Regions from separate parts of the Mus musculus genome. Here all the other regions are linked to region 1. The links are chromatin contacts, called in public ChIA-PET and Hi-C maps. All regions are on one chromosome and are shown on one strand. The core of a region is the stretch at or near the end of the contact, and the rest is flanking DNA. Distances in the headings are between cores, read along the strand shown.

The links. A called contact is a pair of places that touch in the nucleus more often than the background predicts. ChIA-PET counts read pairs in DNA pulled down with a chosen protein or histone mark.
Region 2: an RNA polymerase II ChIA-PET map of memory CD8 T cells shows a contact between it and region 1, with 6 read pairs. The contact joins two enhancer-like sites.
Region 3: a contact with region 1 is called in a Hi-C map of the G1E-ER4 cell line, with 2.7 times the contacts expected there. The contact joins two enhancer-like sites. A contact is called at or near these places in 1 of 15 datasets of contacts at CTCF or cohesin (large pre-B cells), 4 of 484 Hi-C or Micro-C datasets (B cells, the G1E-ER4 cell line and embryonic stem cells) and 3 of 115 datasets of contacts at active chromatin or transcription factors (acute myeloid leukemia, embryonic stem cells and large pre-B cells).

The regions. Positions count from the first base shown.
Region 1 is chr10:93,068,023-93,071,058 of GRCm38.p6, reverse strand. It overlaps Cfap54 (cilia and flagella associated protein 54), which reads left to right. Exons shown (of 68, transcript NM_001347060.2): 2 at 1,125-1,230. Among named protein-coding and RNA genes, the nearest start is that of Gm40739, 5.3 kb to the left of the region's middle. Within about 2 kb of position 1,563, at least 190 of the 459 cell types and tissues checked have an H3K27ac peak or open chromatin away from gene starts, as enhancers often do. A contact at or near this core is called in the G1E-ER4 cell line and memory CD8 T cells, where this site is marked.
Region 2 is chr10:93,937,496-93,940,531 of GRCm38.p6, reverse strand. No RefSeq gene overlaps it. Among named protein-coding and RNA genes, the nearest start is that of Mir331, 25 kb to the left of the region's middle. Within about 2 kb of position 1,626, at least 43 of the 459 cell types and tissues checked have an H3K27ac peak or open chromatin away from gene starts, as enhancers often do. A contact at or near this core is called in memory CD8 T cells, where this site is marked.
Region 3 is chr10:93,747,869-93,750,904 of GRCm38.p6, reverse strand. No RefSeq gene overlaps it. Among named protein-coding and RNA genes, the nearest start is that of Gm26239, 58 kb to the left of the region's middle. Within about 2 kb of position 1,519, at least 35 of the 459 cell types and tissues checked have an H3K27ac peak or open chromatin away from gene starts, as enhancers often do. A contact at or near this core is called in the G1E-ER4 cell line, where this site is marked.

The sequences.
Region 1 (3,036 bases), core at 314-2,813:
ATGTGTAGGTGGAGCCCAGAGGAATTTCAGGACAGTGAAACATTGTATCTTGAAGCAGTGCTGATATGTATCATTATACATGTGTCTGAAGCTCATCAAAAGTACATCACCAAGAGTGAACCCTGCCAGAAACCCTGGACTTTGTCAATACGTGATGTGCTAGGGTTGCCTCATCAGTTGTTACAAGATACAGTAAAAAAAAAAAAAAAGTAGGAACCGAAACAAAAGCTACATCAAGATAAACCAGGGAGGGGGCTGGAGAAATGGCTCAGTGGTGAAGAGAACTTCCTGCTCTTGGGTTCAGTTCCCTGCCCCCACTGGTGCCTCACAACCACCTGTAGATGGCTACAGGTCATCTGATGCCCTCTTCTGGTCTTCCAGGGTACTGCAAATACATGCATGCAAGGCAAAAACACTCATACATTAAAAAAAAAAAAAAAGGGTAACATAAGAAAGAAGTCAGTCTGCCGAGGAACACTGGAGATCCTGACACAACCTGAGGAACTGAGCATGCGTGGAACAAATGAAATGCAAAGCAGAGAGAGGAGAGAGCTATAACAGAACATATACCATATGGCTCTCTCCTTGGCTTACTGGCTCACTTCTTTCTCGGGAGTGTTTTCTCCTTTAGTAATCATCTGTCTCTTTCTATCCCATGCCTAACTTAAAAGGCATGACTTTTGCTCCATCTCCTGGCTGCTTCCGGGCTCTTTATCTAGCCTGCACTACGTTCCTTCCTTTAGTAAAATGGTCCTTGGACTTCCTTCCGAGTCCACCTCGAAGATCTCTCTTGAGACGAAGAACCCCAGAAGGGTGGATACCCATAGAGGACACACAGCTTGCTTATGCCTGGGGATGGAGATGGAGGAACATCTCTGGATTTTCTTCACTGTGAAGTTAAAAGCTGTTCTCAAAAGGAGGTTTTTTTTAAACACATATAAAAAGGGGCTCCAGTCAACGGTGGGCACACACTAGATATACTAATGTTTGTTGATCCTTAGACGTTAACAATAAGGAATATGAGAAAGACTCAGCACAAGGCAGGTGAGAAAGGGGTTGCCCACGAATTAATTGACACTGCCTGCTCATTCTGAAGATGTCTTTTCACTTCATGACTCTTACAGTGCCACCACGCTGTTTAATATCTGGACCAAATATGCTCCCAGGCTGCCGTCCAACTATTACAACGAGAAGCTCCTGAAGGTTGGAGACAGCCTCTGTCAAATAAAAGTAAGTGGTTACAAAACAGACAGAGAGCCAGCTAGAAACAAACTCCTTTGGCTACTTAGTATTTGGGTTGATAGCCTTCCTAGTCTAAAGGGTTTAATTTTTTTTTTAATATTGGAAACAATATGCAAATAAGTAAAACTGTACTGAGGTATAGTAACAGCCATAACAACTACAAAGCCTGCCCTTTTATTTTGTATTTGAAAGTCTCCAGGTGGTTCCTTCAGGGACCAAAGGGAGCCTGGGATGGGAGGGCAGCTCAGCTCAGCAGAGGGTGTGGTGGACCTACAGCAGGAAGTGCTGAGTCACCATGTTCCTAACTTACACAAAGGAGCCCAGACACTATTTCCTGTTGTTTTTCCCTAGGCCTGTGGCCTTGCCCTGTCAGCCCCTCAGGCCAACGGCCTGGCTGTTCAGTGTCCTGTTTTAATGACTTCTAGTTTTCTGAATATTTTTGCTTTACTGTGAGTCTAGCAACTGTGGCATATATGCCGTTTCCCCCCGCTCAGTATTATACCAGAAACTGAGCATGTACCATGGTGTGAGTTCTGTGTCAGGGTCTACGTCTTTGAAGGTCATGGACCTGGGCTTGGCTTGATAAGACCCTGCCAAGGCTGGGCTTTCAGTTTGTGAACTTGTGAGTTTAACCCCATATCACTGGCCTAAGCCCAAATATAGCAAGTTCTATACAGTGTTGGACAAGGAGTTAATTTATGCACGGGAATTTTAGGCCAGGCATGGGCGGTGTGAGTGAGTGCCTTCTCAAATTTTTTCAGTTTCCCAGCTTGATTTTCTTCCTCTGTGTCTATTTCTTAGACTTTAATCTATGTATTGGGAGGCAAAAATTACCCAATAGAGCATGGTTTCTCAACCTATGGGTCCCGACCCCTGGGCTTGTCACATATCAGCTGTCTTGCATCTTGCATATCAGAGATAATTGTCACAATTCAAAACAGTAGCTAACTTAAAGTTATGAGGTAGCAATGAAATAATTTTATGGTTGGGAGTAACTACAGCATGAGGAACTGTGTTATAGAGGGTTGCAGTGGCATTAGGAAGGCCGAGAACCACTGAAATAGAGAAGGCACAGAAATGCTTCCATTTTAAAAGACCATCAATGCAAAAATACAACACTTACCCCAGGTAAGATAAAGAGATCATTTTTTTTCTGAAGCCAAATGTGAGTGGCCATGGCCTAGGGGTACAGATTCAGGTTTCCCCAAATCACTTGTCCAATATGGTTAACAGTTTCACGAAGCCTGTATAGTCATTTATGACTTTTTAGTCTTACACGAGGACACCTTTCAAATAAATTGGTAGAAACATGAGGCCGGCAGGTCACAGCAAAGTGGGAAATCTGTGCAAGCCTCAGATAACTCTCTGATGACATATTTAACCTTTTGGTTGGTGGCAGTTCTGGGAGGTCTCCAAAGTTAACATATTCCAAGTGATTTTACCTGGCAGTCAAGTCACGAGGATCAAACACAGAGGCAGGCAAGAGATGCTTTAAAGGGGCTAAACGGTAGCCCAAGATAAATTGTAATTAGACTCTGGACCTGCAATATCAACCTCTCCTCGGTCCTGGCAATTCTAATCGCCATCAGCCATCCAGAAGTTTCTGTCTAAGGTGCCTTTCTTTCTGGGACCTTTTCACCCACAGAGCTAGTTGGATCCCACTTCCTCTTCCTAAATTAAAGGAAGTCTTAGCTCCACATGCATGTGCCATGGTTCTCACACAATTGAAAACGCAGGGTTTGGGGGGAAATAAGTGACTTCCAAGCTCTATTTCTGTGGAGTGGAGTGATAGCT
Region 2 (3,036 bases), core at 377-2,876, 870 kb before region 1:
CTGAGTTGGTTATTTTGTCTATTAATAGACTGTGGTGATGAGAGCCCCAGAGGCTCACATATTTGAATGTGAATAGTCACCAGGGAGGAGAACTAGTTGGGAAAAATTAGAGAAGTGTGGCCTTGAGCTGGAGAGATGGCTCAGCGGTTAAGAGAACCAACTGTTCTTCCAAAAGTCCTGAGTTTAAATCCCAGCAACCACATGGTGGCTCACAGCCGTCTGTAATGAGATCTGACGCCCTCTTCTGGTGTGTCTGAAGACAGCTACAGTGTACTTATAATAATAAATAAATAAATAAATAAATAAATCTTAAAAAAAAAAGAATTGTGGCTTCGTTGGAGTAACTGTGGCCTAGTTGGAGGAGGTGTGTCAGTGGGCGTTGGCTCTGAGGTTTCAGAAGTTAAGAATCTGAGAGTTTTTTGCCTGCTAGGGTCATAAATGTGCATGTAAAGTACTTAAAGGAGGATGAAGCACTTTAGAAATCATAAATATCCTTCAACATTTATAAAGCTTTAGTTCATTAAACTGTATAGGAGCCTAATTATCGACTGTGACCAGCTCAGCCTGAATCTGTCAGTGAGAAGATACAAAACGGTTGTCTTCATTGAGATTATTGGTGGATTAAGTCTATTCTAAATAGCCTTCAATTTTAACAGACTTAAATTGTTTTGACATCCAGTCTCTCCGCTAGAGGCTAGTCTCTAACTCACAATGCTTGTCTCTGCTTCCGCCTCTCACGTGTTAGACTTAAAACCATGCATCAATACCCCGGACAAATACTGGGCTTTTAATGGGTAGCTCTTAAAGAAAATATTTTTAAATCGCAAGCAAACGACTATGTTTTCTTGACACAAAAAAAAATCTTTTGGATATGAGAAAAAAAAAATCCTCATACCCGCAGCTTCAAGCTTTTCCTTGCATCTTCTCAGTGCTATTTACTGAACTTGTTAATATAAGATCAATGGATCTCTTCAAAAACCTTCTTCCTTCCTTTCCTCCCTCTATCTGTCCATCCATCCATCCATCCATCCATCCCTCCATCATTCTTCCCTCCCTGCCTTCTAGTAGCTTGCTTGCTTGCTTTCTTTCTTTCTTTCTTTCTTTCTTTCTTTCTTTCTTTCTTTCTTTCTTTCTTTCTTTCTTTCCTTCTTTCTTTTACTTTGGTTTTTGTTTGTTTGTTTGAGACTATAATTACATTTCTCCTTTCTCTTTTCTCTTTTCTCCTCCACAGGATACATTAATCAAAATCTCAGACTTGGCTAAAAAACACAATTTACTAGCGAAGACACTAAACGGAGCTGACAGCGTGTTAGTCAACAGGCCTGGGCACCATCTGCGGGGAAATAAATTTTGGAAAAGAAAGAGGCGAAAAGAGAAAGTGTAGTTTTATTCTTTCTCAAACGATTAGTAGGCGCAAATAAAAAGCCCAAAGAAGTAACGAACAAACACGGGGGAAAGAAAGAAACCCCAACCACGTGACTGACTCTCCACAGGTGCACAGACCACGGAGGAATCGTTTCCATGAGGTCGAAATCGCGTAGTTAACGAACTGAACGGGATAAGCGTGGTTTAAAAAGCATGATGCTTGAGAATCCAGTTCCGTGGTTTAGCACCTGTCTAGCATGTGCCAGGCCCTGGGTTACCAGCACAACAGAAACAGGTCAGAATGAGAAGAAAAGAGAGACCGACCCTTCACCTCTATCACTTCAAAGAGAAAGTACAGGCTGGTTGGTGACGCAGCCCAGTTTCTCCTTCATGTGGTCACATATCCAGCACAATTCCATCCTTCCCTTTGGTGCCCAAGGATGCAGCTAGCGTGTGAACCTCTGGTCGCTTAACTCTTTACTGAAACTGTGCTCTTATTAGAGTGGTCTTTAGACATGTCAATTCTTTTGAATTATAATTCACATTCAGTACACAACATCATTTTTGGCGACTGTTTGATAGATTTTGACCCTATGTAATTACTACTCTTCAATCAACATGCGTACATGGAGAGTCAGGGGACATGTCCGCAAGGACATCACCTTTGTATCCTACGTGTCCTTCTCTTCGTAGGGTCCAGGCAAGGGGCCTGAACCTTTCCTCAGCCCAGTGTCTCTGATCATTTCTCCAGTCTCGTTTTCTAAGTGCAATTTTTAAAAACGTATTCACGTATCTGGCCTGCATGTTTGTCTGGGCACTACATACCTGTGGTGGCTGTAGAAGCCAGAAGAGGACATCTGATCCCCTGGGACTGAAGCTGAGTCACCACGTGGAATGGGAATTGACTCCCGATCCTCTGGGTAAACAGCTCGTCATCTTAACAACTATTCTGTGTGTTTGTGTCTGTGTGTGTGTGCATCTCTGTGTGTCTGTGTGTAAGCAAAGCATCTATAAATATTTTAGTAACATTCAACATAAGTATATTTAGTAATATGTTCAATATAAAATATTAGGCATGTGTCCCTCCAGTCTTTTAAAATAGAGACAAAGGAAATCTTTTCTCCGCTGTGAACATGCTTCATTACATCTGCTTCCCCATGGTTTACATTTGATGAGCACGAAAGGTAGACTCTGAAGCCCCGACCCATGAGAAAGAAGCAACTATAAGCATACATCGGTTCATTCATAAATAAAGTGGACACCGTTCCTAGACATGATTTCTTCTAACCAGAAGTATAGAGCTTACCAGTACCAAGTTTCTATGGCAACTTGAATTAAACATTGCCCAGGTATAGAGGAGAGGCGCTACAGAGACCTGGGCCAATCAGAAAGCATGAACTAGTCGTTCCTCTTTAGAGACAGACTTGGCTTGGTTTTTCTACTAATATTACAGAACTCACAAATATCTTTTTTCTTCTTATTTTAAAAGTAATATATTCAGGGCTGGCTCATCAGTTAAGAGCACTGACTCTGCTCTTCCAGAGGTCTTGAGTTCAATTCCCAGCAACCACCACGGGCTCACTGGCTTTCTCAAGCAAACCCAGTCTATGTTGGAACCAAAAAGAACTAGGAAAACGTGAAGAATAAAAAAGCCCCTCAGCCTGCCAGATA
Region 3 (3,036 bases), core at 270-2,769, 680 kb before region 1:
TAACAATTTAATTTTTTTAGTGTTGAGTATGTGAGCGGTTGGGTGTGTGTATCGTGGAACACATTGGGAGGTCGGAGAGCAATGTGGAATCTGTCCTTGCTTTCCACTTTTGTGTGAGTTCTGGGGATAAAAACTCAATTGTCAGGCCTTTGCAGAGGGCAAGTGCCTTTGCCTACTGAGACGTCCTGTCTTACTTGTAAATTCTTAATTGTTATTTTTAGTTTTTATTGCCCCTCCCACTTTGATATAGAATCTCTCTATGTAGCCCTGGCTGGCCTCGAACTCACAGAGATCCTCCTGCTTCTGCCTGCCAGGTGCTGGGATTAAAGAGGTGCACCCCCACACTGCACCCCCACACTGAACTGGAGTGACCAGGCTTTATTCTCTACTCCTGGTGGCACCCAGGAGTTCTCAGCAGATTGCTGTGCTGAGCCTGTGAAAATTTTGCTAGTGGAAGTTGTTTTTTTTTTTTCTCTTGGAAAGCAAGATTTTTTTATCTGGCTGCTATTTCCTCCTGTTCTGACAATAAATAAAATAAAATAAAATAAAATAAAACCATAACTTATCAAATCCAGGGCCACTAAGGTGTTCTAAGCAACTGTTCTGCTGTGTCTCGGTATCCCTTGCTCTGATGGCAATGAGCAATCTCACATTTCAAAAATAAGTGTTTGATCCAGCACGTATTTCTGTTTTTCTCTCTCTGCATTTTTAGTTATTCAGCGTGTGTGAACACTAGAAACCTGAGCATTTATCATTTAAAAGATTATAGGTGTCAGGCACAGTCATTCACGTTTGAATAGTACAGAAACATTTACGTGTCTTGGCTGCAGTGCTTGGTTCGGGGCATCATGCTTGAGAAAGTACATCCAGACACATCCTTCCCCAAGAAAACGATTAAAAACAAGCTATCAGTCATGCGAGGCACACTCCTTCCCCTCGGTTCCATTCTTATCATACCGATCTCCCTTGCAAAATTGAAGCTGCTCATAAATATTTTCCTTCCAAACTGTGGGAAATAAGTTGTAACACTGGCTCTCTGATAAGGTTACATTAGAAGACGGCTTTATCATCTAAACAATGACTACAAAATCCGTGTGGTCTTGGGACCTCTGACCAGAGGCCAACGGGTGCTCACCCTTATTCTCAGGCATTCCAGGGGTGTGGCCGAGGGGTGGCCACCACAAGACATTTTCAAGGTCTCTTTTTCCCACCCTTCAGAGTGCCATCTCTGACCATTTTTTTTTTCCTTGAAAAGGATTTGTTTTGCAAGAACGTAAAGTGTCCCAAAGAACTGTTTACCCATACTAGGACTTGCTGTTTGCTTAAGACAGCCAGATGGACGGCGCCTCTTGACTCACGGCCACATCCCCACAGATTTGACCTCATTTCACGGACACTATTAAAAGATTATCCTATTATCGAGACTTTCCATTGCATCAAATACTAAATATTAGCAACATTCCTCTGCAGGGAAAATGATGTCAGAAGAGGGCGCAGACTGTGTTGACCTCAGGCACATCACGAGGATAGGTATGTGGAGATTGCTTAAGGGCTGGCTGACTAATTAAGCCCAGAGGTACAGGCAAGAAAGCTCTAGGGGCGTAAACTTTCCCAGCAGCTCCTGAAGGATGTGCTTGGCTTCATATGTGGCCATAGATGGAAGTTTTATTGGGTCTGTTGACTCGGTATCGAGGTGGTAGTTATTTTGTAAAATGCTCAGAAGAGAGCAAACATACAGAATCAGGGCAGTAGTTGGGGGGATGGGATGGAGTGGGGAGGAAAACAAGAGTTCTTTCCCCCATTTCTTCTCCAAAACTGTCCTCATCTGACATCACCACTCCCCACTTTGGACCAAAGGATGCTCGGAGGATGTTGGATGCAGCAGAGGAGAGACTGCAAATGATTTCAGGATCAAGATACTAAGAAATCCTTATATCAAAGATTTCTTCTTAAAAGTAATTTACTTGCTTTTATTTTATGTGCCTCAGTGTTTTGTCTGCATGTATATCTGTGTGAGGGTGTCCGGTATTGGAATTACAGACAGTTATTAGCTGCTATGTGGGTGCTGGGATTTGAACCCAGGTCCCCTGAAAGAACAGTCAGTGCTCTTAACCGCTGAGCCATCTCTCCAGCTCCTAAAGATTTCTTTCTAATGTTGCAAGAAATGTGCCTTAAAGAGCAACTGTAAGAAGGGAAATTCTAGTCACAGAGGATCTGTACCAGTCAGCTTGCTGTCGTGGCAAATACCTGAGAGAAATACCTTAAAGGAGGAAGGGTTTAGAGTAACAGAAGTTCCAATCTATGGTCACTTGGATCTGTGCTGAAGTACAACATCATGGCAGGGGTGCAGAAGAACAAAACACCTCAAGTCATGGTGGCCAGAAAGCAGAGAGGTCCAGGAAAGAAGGAGCTGTTCCCAAGCGTCCCCCACAATCCCCAAGGGCACCTCTCTTCCTGCCTCACCTCCTAAAGTTCCACCGGGGTCGATGACCAAGCCTTTAGCATGTGGGTCTTAGGCCTGGGGACACTTGGGGTCCAAAGTGTCAACAGAAATGAAAAACATATTAAAGCCCAAACAATTAGGCAAATTAGATAAGATTAAACTGTTAGGCATGATTTTACTCCATTGTATTAAAAAAAAAAAAAAAAAAGAACAAACCACCAGCTGAATTTTAAATGTTGGGAAGGGTGAAGGCAAACCCAGCCCACGCTCAGTGGAAGCAAGTCAAGTAGTGGGGTGTATATAAAGGAGAAACCTTTGTCGCCTAGAAGGACACACATTGCTAGGATGCCTTCCAGAAGTCTTAAGGCAGTATACAATCGATAACCGTGCCCTTAGATTGGGGGATGATGCTATGCTTGTTCTGAAGTTCTTTTTTTACCTACTTGATGTTTCAAGTTTCATGTTCTATTTTTTTTTAAATGGGCACCGTATCCGCTGTTCTTTTTAAAAGGCAGTATTTTAAGTGAAATGGAAAATCCTTTATCCAACGCTCTCAAACTATATTGTATGGGTATGATATAGTACACAATATG